Regions from separate parts of the Anser cygnoides genome. Here region 2 is linked to region 1. Evidence: chromatin contacts called from public Hi-C data. All regions are on one chromosome and are shown on one strand. Each heading gives the region's core, a stretch centred on a gene start, on an enhancer-like site or on the middle of the called end of the contact. The rest is flanking DNA. Distances are from core to core; before and after follow the strand shown.

Region 1 (4,098 bases), core at 924-3,423:
TCTGACCAGGCCGAAAGCCAAGCACCTCTCGGGGCTGTGACTTGGCCGGGCTCCCCTGGAGTGCCTCAGGGACAGGCGGGCGGCCAGCCCGGCCCTCCTGACTCGCGGTCCTGCGCCACAGGCCTGCCTCCTGCTGGCTCCTCTTTCCAGGAATGTGACAGCAGGAAAAGCAGGGAACCCACCAAAAACCTTTCCTGTAGCACATGTTGCAAGTGGCTTTACAAAGCCACGACAAAAATCACCTCTTCCATCTTAAGGATCACCCGGGGGGGGGGTGGGTGGGGGTGCTAACCCAGCGCTAACACCCACTGAGCCGTGTGCTGGGGCTGGCACCTCCAGCACGTTGAGGTTTTTACAAGCAGCTGGGCAGAAGGAACACCTCACCACCAAGCTTACGGGTACGAGCAAAGCCCTTTGGCTGCAGGCAGTATGACAGGACCCAGCTTAATCACCACACCATCGCCCAGCTCCTCGTCGTTAAAGAAACAAAAAAAACACCAACTGGCCAGCGTAGCTCTCCTGGGGAGAGCTAGCAGCCTGCTGACAAATGGAGTATTTCTTCTGAGGGCACACAGACGACAGGATCATGTCTTGTGGGCCACAAAAGTGCCTTGCTCAACTCTTGAGAACAGAGGCCCTTTATTTTCAAATTGCCGGGTACCTCTGCTAATGTACAGCACTGCACTCTGTGGCGCAGCTGGCCTGACAAAGGTTTGGAAGGGCTTTAAAAATGCCCTCGTCAATGCCAAGCCTGTTGCATCTGTTCGGAGCCCTGCGCAAACACGCAGCCGGGGTGAGCGTTTCAGCAGGCGGCACGCCCCGGCACGGCCCTGCCCGGGCAGGGAGCAAACACAGCGTCAGGGAGGCGGTCAGATGCCTGCCGGCCCTGCGCGCGTAGGGCAAGTGGGAGCCTCCCTGTTTTAAAGCTGGGTGTGGGGAAAAAATGATATTCACAGAGGGACTCGCCTTGCGCCCCAAGGAGTGTCAAGGGCAGAGCCGCAATTAGCTCATGGGATGGAGCAGGTTTGTGTCGTGGGCTGGCCGCAATGGCTCGTGCTGCCTGTCAAATGGGAAAGGAAGGAGACAGCAGGGGCAGGCGAGAAAGCCACACTTCCCAGGAGATGTCAGGCAAGGGGGAGAGACATCAGCCTGTTCAACAACAAGCCCAGCGCTCTGGCTAGTGCCCCTTCCAGCCACACAGCCAGAAGCTTCTGCTTCTGCTGGTTTTTGCTTCCTCCTGATAAATCTGCCTTGCCCCATGCTTGGAATGAAAAGCTATCGGCAGTTGAATGTACTGGCATGCGTACTATTTTAAAGACATCTTTCAGGCCTTTCTGAAAGGCCATTGGGAAGGAGGAAAATGTATCAATGCTGGCCTTTATGAGACACATCCCTAAGGCCTGGCTTTTGCTAAAGTTGTTGAAATACTTCATGGTTCCTCCAGGCTTCTTCAACCTTTTATTTTTTTCGCCAAGTTAGAAATTTAGCTGCCCTGGGGGAAGATTTACTGGCAAAGGAGTGAGGTGACCTCACCAGAGCTAAAGGGAAGATAATTGAACAATGAAGGCAAAGGAAGAGAAAAACACAGGCAGACCACAAAGGCTTCATTTGTGTTAATGAGCCTCTCTAGCTGCAGTGAGTGGCGTGTTGCAGAAGTAACCGGCTATGTTATAGCTGGAACAGACAGATGTGATCCCTTCAACAGTGGTGGGAGTTCAGTGGTCCTGTGACCTGAGGAACACCATCCCACGATGAGGAGGAGTCTGGCTCCTTGGCAAAAATGAAGCGGAAAATTTCAGGTACAAACCGATCCTCGTCGGCGTGCTGGAGATAAATGTCACGCCACAAAATACCCGAGGGAAAAGCTGTGCTCAGCACGTCCCTCTGCATGTCTCTCCCTAGCCCAAACATGGTTAAGCCTGTGCTGCCGCGACTCACGCAGCGCCCTTCACCCAAACGGCAGTCGTGCCAGCCTCATTTTTTTGTTCATCACATTTACGGCTTTTGTGCCGCCTCGAGTGCTCTGGCACTTACGAGTCTCAGCACACCTTCGCCTTTCGGTGCCTGAATCAGGAGCCGCGGGGCTATTTTTGGGTGTCTGCAGCACAATGCATGGCAAAGCACCGCCCGCCCCCCTACCGGGCAGGGCCGCTGCCGGTGCCCGCAGAGCCGCAGCCCTGGCCGGGCTCCGGGCCCCGGGCTCACCGCGCTCCGTGGCCCCGCGGACGCTGCCCTCTGCTGGCTGCGCCGGGCACTGCGCCCTCCTGCGGCTGAATTGCTGCCGGAGATGAGCCTGAGCTCTTTTTGTAGTAGCCAAGGCCAAACGGCAACAGCTTAGAGAAAGGGAAGCAGGTTTAGGAGGTGTTGCTGAGCTGGGCTTGCTGAGCCAGGCAGGGAATTGGCGGAGCAACTCCTTGCTGCTGCAGGGTTCGTCTCCAACATGCCCCAGAGGCATACACAAGTGCTCTGAGTTTCTAGGGAGTGTTTTGTCACGCCTGGAGTCATAAAGTCGTGAAGGTGCCCCTGCTGTTAGGGGAAGGCTGGTTCCAGTGGAAGATGCTACCAGAGAACAGACCCGCAGAGCATTCTGCCTGATACCTAAAAACACTTAGGACTAGGTGCTGACCATGCCCGTGTGTATGGCACGCAGAACTGGCACTTCAGCAGATAGCTAAACAGGTCTGGGGAAACAGAGGGATCCCAAAGAAGATCAGTGAAGTGTTTGACAACAATTCTCCGCAATTACCTTTCCCTGCAGACTGGAGTTGGGGTCTGCCTATGTGGCACTGTGACCGTCTTCATTAACGAGACGATAATTTGAATCTGTTAGAGATCAGCAAACACCATCTGCCTTCTTTGCTTTTCTAGTCTCTAAGCAATGTCGCTTACTGAATCTAACAAATTAAAGCCAAACACGTTCTATTTAAAGCCTGGTTCACAGGCGGAATAGCTAAAACAGAAATCTGTTGAGGAGCACAGAGGTTTTCAGAACAGTCCCCGCATTAAACACGGCTCTGGGCAGCCTGTGCCACTGCCAGCCCTGCTGACCATGTCCCACCAGCCGCTCACTGTGTGTCTACGGCAGTGCTGCCGTGCGTGGCCCTGGGGCATGAGCCAGGCTTGGAGCTCATCAAGTAGACTCAGGCAGGAGGTGCTGCAGGGACCTGTTGTGCTTCTGGATGGTCAGAGCTATGCCCACTTCCATCCCTTCCAGCCAAGTGACTCCCTGAGGCAGCTCTCACTCTCCCAAGCATGGAATTAACATCCATTAATGCTTGTGGGGCCATGGGAAGGGACCCCAGCCGTTCCCCGGGGCTGGCAGGAGGCAGGCTGAGGCTGAGACAAAGTCTCCAGGCAGAGCAGAGGGTGGCGATGCAGCTCCGCAAACAGCTGCGACTGCAGGAGCAAGGACAGCGCCCGGCCAGTAAAGGGCGTGCGTATTTCGAAGCACTCTGTAGCATTTCTAATAAACCAAAGCACTTAAAAATACACTTCAGTACTTACTGAATTTATTAGCTGAAAACATGTTTTGCTGTAAGGCAAATAATTAACAGAGAAGCTCTGTAATTCTCAGTCTAGAAGCCAAATTACTACTGGTGGTTAATACCTGCGATTGAAATGACTGCTCCAGCATGGATGGAAGAGACCCAAAATGCATATCGAAATTTCATACGTATATATAAAATATATAAATTCTACGTTTCGTAATTTTAAATACAGTTTTCTTTTTAAGTACGAAACAAACACGCTAGAGTTCATTTGCAAAATAAGCACTGCAGGAGATGCCCAGTCTTTCCGTGCTCCTCTCGGGTAAGCAGATGACATGCACGGCAGCGCCTACGGAGTCTGGGGGCTGTGAGAAACCCCATTCACATTCTTCCTAGTGGTCAGGATAAAGACACTACTTTGCAATTCCAGCAAGAAGTAAAGAAGTAGTGTTACACCGATAATCAGAGAAATTTGTGAACTTCTGGACGAATTTGTAGAAAGATGGCATGACAGACAGTCCGTCTTCCGAGCCTTCAGCCCTAAAAGCAATTCCAAGTTTCACAGGAAGCTTTGTACAAAAATACCTTTTTAAAAAAATCAATAAAAAGT
Region 2 (4,010 bases), core at 1,331-3,830, 150 kb before region 1:
CTCGCTTCCATGGTTTGAAGGTTATACCCACGGGTGCCGTACGGAAGCCGATTAGCTGTTGGCTGAAGTCCTGCTCCATCAGGATACCTGCATCGGGGCTGGGAGAAAGATAAAAATCCCTCGTGATCTTCTCTGCCAAAAATGCATCCCTGCTAACGCACTGGACACCACGCAGTCGATGAGTAGAGCCCGGTGCAAGAGGTGGTTGGTGGCGAGCGTACGAGAGACGGATCCAAAAATGCTCCCGCTGGTGAGCAGCTGGGTGTTTCTCAGCGCGACGTGTGCCAGCTGCAGGTCTGCTTCTTTCAGGGGGTGCCCAGAGCCTGGCATCCTGCTGGCAAACCCCATGCAGGGTCCACCCGAGCTTCAGCTCTGTGCTGGCTCCACCTGAGGCTCACCCGAGGGCTTGCCTCCTCTCTGCCGGCCCGAGGAGAGGCTGTTCTGGGGATGGGGAGCGCTGCCCCGCGCCCCTCAGCAGCTCACCCAGGACCCCCAGAGCCTCCTGCAAGCCCTGTCCGGTGAGGGCACTGCAGCCCCGCAGCACCCACGGGTGCCCCATCAGCTGCCCCCGCTGCAGCCGCTGCCCCAGCTCGGCAGGAGCCATCGCCCCGGGCACCTCCTGCTTGTTGGCCAGGAGGAGGACGGGGACGCCAGCCAGGCTGGGGTGGCCCAGGGCTTCCTCCAGAGCCTCCAAAGCTTCGGGCAGCCGGGCCATGTCCGTGCTGTCCAGCACGAAGATGAGGATGTTGGTGTCCTCCAGGTAGTGGGGCCAGCTGGCCCGGAGGCTGCTTTGTCCCCCGACGTCCCAGAGGGTGAAGGGCACGCCGCAGGGCGTCCGCAGGGACTCCACGTTGAAGCCCACCGTGGGGCAGGTCTCCATAGCCCGGCTGCTCTTCAGCCTGTAGAGGAGGGTGGATTTGCCGGCGAGGTCAAGCCCCAGCATGACCACTCGTGCTTCTCTTCTGCGCCAGCCTTTGGAGATCAGCTTCCCCATCGAGATCCTGCCTCAAACAGTGGGGGAAAAAAAAATAAAAAAAGGAACGTAGACAAAAAAAAGTGTATTTCCTGGATAATATCAGTTAATAACAGAGCACTCGGTTCTGCTTTGCTTACGTTTGCTGAATGAAGGATCAGGCAGCTTGCTTTTCTCCTCTTCGCAGCTAGGACGAGGCAGAGCTCTTATTTTGGAGGTGTGGAGCGGAGCCAGAGAGCGTGGTCCGAAACGGCGACTTCTGCCTTCCAGCTCTGCTGCCCCCAGCCTCCATCGCCACGCACAGCCTTCAGCAGCTGGCGCAAACGGGAGGCAGCATGTTGCAGGAAGAGGTGGGGAGGCGGCGGGACACGTTTCCTCCTCATCATGGACAGAAATAAACGAGCTTTTGTTCATTGGCTTCTTGAGGGGAAATCCACCCCCGGACAGACAGGGAGGAAGCCGGGTTTCAAGCACGGGGTTGCTCTGGGAATTTGCTGAATCACAGCTCAAGGGTGTGGATTTCAACACGAGCAGCACCGACGGGTTTTCAATGTTGTGCTAGCAAAAAATCCAATCCAGCATCGGCTTTCACTACCTGCTGCACAGAGAGCAATGATGGGTTTAAAGAAATGCACACAAACACGATTTTTAATGTCTCGTGGAAAGATGACCAGCCTGAAAAATCTATAAAACTCATTACGTCGAGATACTATATTTTAATTTCCATATGTGAAGCAAAGTCAGCCCTCTGTGGCTTGGCAGGGGGGAGGGAAATCCCTTAAAAGAAGGGAAAAACGTTTAACAAGGCGGCCCCAGTTGAACTTTACATGCCAGAGGCTGCTGGGGACGTGTAAGGGACCGCCTGGTCCTACAGACCATCCTTTGCTAGGTATTTCTGCGAGCAGAGGCTGAAGCACGTCCCGTGCAGGTCTCTGCCATCGTTGGGGCTGGTTGGCACCAGGTGCCACCACGAGGTCTGTGGGCGTGCGAAACGTGTTACTTGGCTGAGGATCTAGGTTAACTCAGAAGCCAGCGCTTATCTGCAGTGCTGTCACGTAGATCATCTCCGGGCAGCAACGCACCGCCACGTGCGTGATAAATCAGGCAGCGTGCGTTCATGTGCCATCGCTTCTGGAAATGGTCTACACACCAAGGGAAGGGCGGGATGCTGGCTTGATGGGAATAAAGCAAGAGCTGTGGTAGGGAGCGCAGTGATCCTCGTCCTCCGGGGGCTGCTCGCCCATCCCGCAGGCTGTGCTGCAGCCCAAGGGTTGTCCACTGGTCTGAGTCCTTTTCCTTAAAATGAGTTAAATTGGTGCCTGGATCCTTAATCTGCTGCTTCTCCGTTTTGAGAAACCCTTCCTCCTCATAGTACATTGGGCTGTGAGGTCTTTGTGATGGGTATTTTGTGAAACACCAGTGGGTCTAGCGGGCTGCCCCTTGAACCTGCCATGCTCCTCCTGCCTTCGCCGCTGACCTTCTCTGAGGCTTGAGTTGTTCATTCATAAAACTAATTTATTTAAACTGGAGTGTAGATACAGGAATCAAGGGTGGAGATCCTATCATCTGACAAACAACTATCTGGAATATGTTGCAATGGGCATCACCCTCTAACACACTACAGAAATAGGCTTCTTCTGTATATATATATATATATATATATATATATATATATAAAAGGAAGAAGAAGAAGAAATAAAGCAGAATAAAGAATGCAACTAATGCAACTGTGCAACTAGGGTGCAGTTTTAAGTGCTTTTAAGTTTTCTGTGACCCAGAATAACAGAGTAGATTAATTCATGGGCAAATAGAGAAGTAGAAGCAACTCTATATTCTTTTTTATTATTATCATTTTATTATATTTTATTTTATTTTCTCATACCCCTGGTATTGAACTGTAGTCTGTTTTCTTTCTCCCTGCCAATTGTTCCAAACACGGGATGCAGAAGATACTTACAGAGTCTGTTCCAGCCACAGCTACGTTATAAAAGCATAATATTCCAATAAATAATACATGGGGGCAATTGCAATTTTGTGTAAGAAAGACTGGAAGAAAAGAAAGTAAAAGCAGACGAGATGAGCGCTGGGTGATTCTGTTGCTGGAGCAGAAAGGCTATACACTAAATAATTCAGAAACTCTCTTCAGAGGCGAGGGCAGCCCTTACTCCAGCTACATCTTATGTGGGCAGAACAAACGGTCTCGCCTTGTTTTTCATGTCTCTGAATCCACAGGAGCAAAGCCAATCGTAGCTAATTCCGCTTGTAATTTCATAGAATTTCAATTTATTTGTTTGCTCCTTCTTAGCCATGTATTTCCCTGTTTCCTGGATATTCTCCACAAGGAGCAATAACGCGTGACGGGACAGAATCCCCCTCCTCCACATGCCCTAAATACTCCTGTTACTGGAGAATCGCTGTATTTGCTGCCAAAGCATTTTGACCACGCTCCATGGGGTGCATACAGGGCAAAGAAGGGGACTTGCAGTACAGCATGAGGCACGGGCTTCGGAGAACAAGCCGAGAGCTGGTGGTTCCCTCTGGAGACCACCTCGTTTCAGGGCCAGACGAAGATGCTCTTAGCATGGCTGTCCAGATAACCTTCATGCCACGATGTTTATGTAGGCGTACATAAACCAAATGTTTATGTAGATAATATGGGTACTTCATTTTTTTTCCCAAAAATTTCTTAATGACCTCACAAATCTCACCCAAGTGATGGTCACAATATCCATGTGAGTGTCAGGGCACTGAGGGGGCCTCACCACCCTCCCAGGGGGCGTCCCCACAGTGTCCCCAAGCAGTGTCACCAGGTGGAAGGAGCTGGGACGGGGCTTTGGTCCAGCCCAGGTCACCTCCTTGGAAGGCAGCACCAGGGGGAGACAACCTGGAGTGGAGCCAGGAATAACAGGAGTAGATGTGGTCCTTAGGATGAGTGTCCATGGTCCTTCAGAGGGCTCCTGCACCACTCCTTCAGGGCCGAGGGGTAGGTCCGACCTGAGGGAAGGTTGGGGGAAAATCCCTCTCCTCCCAATGGCGT

The links. Hi-C and Micro-C count contacts between places; a contact is called where the count stands out from the background.
Region 2: a Hi-C map of liver shows a contact between it and region 1, with 1.9 times the contacts expected there. The contact joins the promoter of ARL11 here to the enhancer-like site in region 1. A contact is called at or near these places in 3 of 7 Hi-C or Micro-C datasets (granulosa cells and liver).

Annotation. Positions count from the first base shown.
Region 1 is chr1:183,116,181-183,120,278 of Taihu_goose_T2T_genome, reverse strand. CDADC1 (cytidine and dCMP deaminase domain containing 1) reads right to left here. Exons shown (of 9, transcript XM_066988954.1): 9 at 3,488-4,098. Among named protein-coding and RNA genes, the nearest start is that of CDADC1, 16 kb to the right of the region's middle. Within about 2 kb of position 2,173, at least 1 of the 3 cell types and tissues checked has open chromatin away from gene starts, as enhancers often do.
Region 2 is chr1:183,262,190-183,266,199 of Taihu_goose_T2T_genome, reverse strand. ARL11 (ADP ribosylation factor like GTPase 11) reads right to left here and starts at 2,580. Exons shown (of 2, transcript XM_013179525.3): 1 at 1,114-2,580; 2 at 1-1,001. The coding sequence starts at 994. The coding sequence ends at 395.